2 separate regions of the Mus musculus genome follow, and region 1 is linked to region 2. The links are chromatin contacts, called in public promoter capture Hi-C maps. All regions are on one chromosome and are shown on one strand. Each heading gives the region's core, a stretch centred on a gene start, on an enhancer-like site or on the middle of the called end of the contact. The rest is flanking DNA. Distances are from core to core; before and after follow the strand shown.

Region 1 (2,700 bases), core at 64-2,563, 2.2 Mb after region 2:
AAGCAGGGTATGAATGTCCATTGTCCTAACAGGAATCTAGAAGTTTAGACTTCCTCTCAGTTCCTGGGAAAAGTCAAGTGAGGGTCCCATGGGCATCCACTGGCGATTGAAACCACAAGGGAACGGGAAGGGCTTAAGGGCAGAGACTCTGAGGGTTAGGACAGGAGTATCTAGGAGTTGAGCAGAGGTTTCCGGGTGAGGACTCTAGGTCAGCAAAATAATGAGTAACAGAATCATTGGAGCCCATCGATTCTTTAAGCTACCCTTCAGTTCTTTAAGTTAAAGAGTCCTCTAACTGCACTTTGAGAGCCAGACAAAACCCACGCTGGATAAATACATGTACTTGCATTTACAAGTGCCACATGTACTTGTGACCACCTTTGTCAGCCAGAGCCAGGCTGTGCCCACCCCTTGCCCCCACCCACCCAGCAGTCCCGAGTCTTCTATCCTACTCTGATATCCCCACCCCCACCCCTACTGCCGAGCAGTGTCTCCACCCTCACTCAGATCACCACTAGAGTCCAGTAAAAGTTTCACCCCAGCGGCCCTGTGTCCCTGCGGCTTTGTGAAGCCGAAGGCAGCCTCCAGGGCGTGTCCACTAATGGGATTTGGGGTCCTGTCCTGCGAAGCGCTCTGCGCGCAGCTTGGGGCAGGTCCACTGGCTGGGCCTCAGTCTGCATAGGGAGTCCCCTTAGCAGCAATCGCGGAGCACTACTAAGCAGGGACTACCGAGCCGGGGAGCCAGGGACTTGCAGCCTCCCGGAACCCCGAGTGCCCTTCCAGGCCCTGCCGGCCCTGCCTGTTCCCCTCGCGCTTCCTACCGTGGGCCGCTTCCATTCGATGCCCCGAGTTTTGCTGGAGTAGGGCCCCAACTCCTTATAGCCCAAGGATGACGGCAGGGCGGGGAAGGAAGGATCCTGGAAGAGCGCCCCGGCCTCCAGGCACTCGTTCCGCAGCGTCTCGTAGTCCTGGTTGAGGTACTTGATGGCTCTCTCATGCGACCCCAGCCCCTCGGCCGCTTCGCGGTCCTTGGCCAGCTTTATCGCGATGCCCGCCATGGTAGCGATCCGGTTGGCGCACTGCACGGAGAAAGGGGTCGCGGAGAGGCGGGGCACGGCACTCGGCTGGGGCGCGGCCGGGCCCGGGGCGCTGCAGCGGACTGCGGGAGCCGCTGCTGCGGGGATGATTCACCGGCGGGAAGCGCCTGGGCCGTGCGCGGGGTGTGGCCTCCGCCTCCCCAGGCCTGCTCGGCGCCGGGCTCCGGACGCGGCTCGCCGGCGACCTGCACAGTGCCAGCCCGACCGTGAGGACTACGGGGCCGATGCTGCCACCTTCGGACGGCTCTCGGGATGGCGCGGCCCGGTGGGGAGGGCGAGCGGGGGGTGTTGGGGGGACGACAATCGCAAGTTGGGGAGCGAAGTTGTCAAACCCCAGCCATTGGGGAGTAAGGCTGGGCGAAACTCAGCAATGACTGTCCAGAAAACATCGGATGAGTCAGGAGCGGATGAGGGAGGGAGCGCGGCGACTAAGCCAGTTGCCACTCATTGGGCTCAGGATCGAAAGAGAGCTCTGCAGGCTCTGGGCACACATGTTACCTACCACCCCCAAATTTGTGAGAAATGGCTACTGGTGTGTCCATCTTACAGATGAGAAACTGAGCTCCAAAGAAGTTCAAAGATGTAACCCCTACAAATTAAAGCAAGACAGGAATTTTAGGGTCCCAGGGCCTCTGCAGTTACTTATTTGTGCATAAGTAGGGCTGTACAATTTGACAAAAACAAAAAACAAAAAAACAAAAAAACAAAACAAAACAATCCATGCTTGTTAAATCTAAATTTCAAGAAAAGGGGCTGGGGGATTGTGTGGTTTTAGCATACGTAGCCCTCAAATATCACCCGAGGCAAACCTGTGTTAGAATAATAATGTGATGCTTATCTAAAACTCAGATTTACCTGGGATGATTTATTGAGTTGCTGCTGGGACACCATTTAGAACAGAGCCCCTGTTGGTGGCCTGTACCACCGCTCTGTCCAATGAAAGTTTTCGCTGCCACTCACACACACAGAACTGGGCGGGCTTGTGCTATGAATGGTTTAAAGCACGGGTTCTCAACTGGAAGCAACCCGCACGCACCAATGTGACCCTAAAGGTTTTTGACCCTAACTGCAGACTTTCCTCATATTGTCACAACTGGGACAAAGGAGGCTCCTGGCCTCTACTGGGTGGAAGCCAGGTGCTACTAAAGGATGGTCGGGCGGAGGGCATCCCTCTACAGAGAGAACAGGAAGAAAAGTGCAGTCTGAAAGATCTCTGTGCCAGGCTGAGAAACCCTGGTTTGAACCTCATCTTGGTTCAGCATTGATGGTTTCTGAGATAGTTTGTAACTCTGTCAGTTGCAGGAAATTGTAGCAACTTGAAATATCAGTGATATGCAAATGACTGTTCCTGGAAGAATCAAAGTGTCTGTCTCCCTGTGGCAAAGCCAGGGCTTGTCTGTTGATACTGCTACCTCACTATTCTCTCCTGGGCATGGCAGGTGTCTGGGATCTTCCCCCACTTCCCTTTTGAATCCTGAGCCCAGAAAAAATCAGGGTGGGGCCAAAGGAAATCAGATGGTGGGAAAAAATGAACAGCTTCCGGAAAAGAGCCATGAAGCTTAGAAACCACCATGCTGCAAACAAATGCTGGCTGTCGAGCATG
Region 2 (2,700 bases), core at 122-2,621:
TGAGTAACTCCTCTTCTTGCCACTAGGGACCAAAGGAGGGAGTCTAGATAGAGGTGGCTTCTTTGTCTCACGGTAATACTAGAACACACACAGGACAGGCATCTTTATTCAGCCCCATTGAGGGTGAGAGGGAAACCAGATTCAAGCCTTCCAGGGTATGTTAAAAAAAATAAAAAATAAAACAAAAACAAAACAAAACAAAACCAGAAAGGACTTGTCCGATTCCAGGAATTCTTGGCTGGAAGGGCTCTTGGTTTCAAATTTGCTTGAGTCTTTTCCTGACCAAGCTGCAGGTTGCTTTGCTCACTTCAACGGTATTGTTACATAAACAAGTAAGCTGTCTGCTTGCTACAGGCGGTCAGGTTTTCCATCCGAGGTTTGGCTAATCAGGATATATGGGCGGATACAAGCTTAGGATTCTTAAATCTCCTAAACCTCGCAGCTGTGTTCCCTGTTTCCACTAAACGCTAGAGTTTAAGATTTAGGGAATTATGCAAAACAGGCTTGCAGTGCCGGGTGGGGCTTAAGTGTGTGTGTATGGGGGCAGGGAGTGTCCCCCGCCCTCCAGTGTTGCCTGGTGCCCCCCCCCCTTTATTTGAGGGTAGAGTAGAACCCTTGAAAACGCAGGAGTAAATTCACAGGAGACTGAGCAAGTGGTTGAAGACATTGATCGGGCCTCAGCCCCAGGACTATGCTTTTTCTTAAAATAACTTTTTGAGAGTTGAGTGCAAAAATACGCGAACAGCACAGCCTCTGTGTGCGTTTATAGATAACTGCTTAATGCAGAGCTCCTTCACACATCTAGCCTACAAGACACTCAGCAGCTCACAGTCCAACCAGTCTTCCAAAATTCTACCATGGTGCATTAAAACCTAAAACTGTGCAAGGAAATGCCCTGCAATATATGCAATATACCTTGTAAAAAGTTGCCTATTGTAGTACAAGTACACCCTCTGCTTAGGCAGAATATTACCCCTCTTTCGATGCTAGAAAAATCCCCCCCCCAGCAGCTTTGTTTAGCACACTCAAAATTTTATTAAAAACAGTTTTCAAACGTAGCTTCATAAAACTAGACACCAGCAAACCTTGGTCGAGGGATGGAAAATAAATCGTATATCTTTAACCCGCAGAAGTTAAAGTCTTTTTTTTTTTTTTTTTTTTTTTTGTTAGCTAACAATGGAAACTTTTTTTTTAAGTGTTTCCCTCCCTCGGTTTGCCAAGCAATAGAAAAAAAAAAAAAAAAGAAGAAAAGAAAAACTTGTTCCGCTGAGTTCAACCCCAGACAGGCTCACAACTTCCTTCCTGCTTTCCTCCCCCAAGCCCCCGCCTCTCTGCCTCCTCCCTCAACCCCCAACTTTTTTTTTTTTTTTTAAATCTTACATTGAACAAACACTGAAGTAGCAGGGAGCAGACGCTGACAGCGGTAGTGTCTCCAACCAAGCACAGAGCAACGCAGGGTCGGCCTGGCGGTGTCCCCTCCGGGATCGCCTAGTCCCTGCGCCGGTACATTCAGCTTCGTTGCACCCCACTTTTTCCGTCTTCCATAAGTTGTTGCGGAAACCCTTTGGGAGCTTTTTTATTTTTTTAAAAAAACTTTAAGCCACTTGGTCTGTACGAGCCCGGAGTCCCCGGGGCATGTCGCCTGCACGGGACCTGGAAGTCTGAGCAATTGCAGGTAAGCGTGGCGGCTCCTTCCTGGCCCTCGTCTCTGAACCCTCTTTCCGCTCCATCTGTGCTGGGGTTCCTCTGGGTGTTCCGGGGTCCGAGCACAGCACGGAGGTGAGGGCTAGAACGACGGAGAAGGGAGGCTGATTTGGGACGGTAGCGTGGCGTGGCCTTGGGGGCAGAGGAGGCGATTCGACTTTCCCATCGCCTTCCGGGCCGCTGCGCCGCCACCACCTCCCCGGCGCGCTGCGGGCGTCTGGGGCTCGGCTTGCCCGGCGGCTCCCCTGGCGCCAGGCGAGGCTGCCCGGGATGCGCGAGGCCCTGCCCTCGGCCGGCCGCGCTGCTCCGGGGCTTAGCTTGCGGGACCCCGAAGGGCTGCAAATTCTCAGGCCTGCACAATTAGAAGGCCTCCGGGCTGCAACTGTGCAAGCAAGCCCAGAGTTCCTCCGAGGGGTGTGGGTCCCGGAGGGGGCAGCTGGGTCCTCGCTAACAGGATGCGCGCAGGGCTGAGTAGCTGCGGACATGCATCCCCTCTCCCAAACACACACACACACACACACACACACACACACACACACACACTCGCTGCAGGGTCTGAGGGGACAGTAGGGAGCCACCAGGATTGATTCCAGTGCTGGATACTGCAGAGTTTGCTCCCTGGCGCGCACGCGTGCCCACATTCACAAAACACACTTGTTTGGAGACAGACAGACATCAAGGCTAGTGCTGAAAAGTGCCTGGACTGCCCCACCCCCACCCACCCCCGCGCTCTTCCCGGCCTTTCATAGGCCGAGAGGCATAGCCCCAGACCAGGATCAGAAAGAAAACGGTGGGCACACAAGTCCCCTTCCAGGTCTCGGCTCCAGCAGCGGTTTGGGGAAGGCAGGTCCGGGTCAGGTTCCCTGTGACTTGGCCTCTGATGTCCTGAGAGGGTGGAGCAGGGTTGCCTGTCATCCTCGATAGCCGGTGTTTGCTCTGGCCAAGGAAACCTGGCCAGTCTCGAGGAGGGAACCAGCGAGTTGCACCTCCTCCCTC

The links. Promoter capture Hi-C pulls out the DNA fragments that hold promoters and counts their contacts.
Region 1: a promoter capture Hi-C map of pre-B cells shows a contact between it and region 2, with 2.4 times the contacts expected there. The contact joins the promoter of Capn2 here to the promoter of Itpkb in region 2. A contact is called at or near these places in 2 of 39 promoter capture datasets (hippocampal neurons and pre-B cells).

The regions. Positions count from the first base shown.
Region 1 is chr1:182,516,297-182,518,996 of GRCm38.p6, forward strand. It overlaps Capn2 (calpain 2), which reads right to left and starts at 1,314. Exons shown (of 21, transcript NM_009794.4): 1 at 822-1,314. The coding sequence starts at 1,058.
Region 2 is chr1:180,329,105-180,331,804 of GRCm38.p6, forward strand. It overlaps Itpkb (inositol 1,4,5-trisphosphate 3-kinase B), which reads left to right and starts at 1,372. Exons shown (of 8, transcript NM_001081175.1): 1 at 1,372-1,675. It also overlaps the pseudogene Gm5069.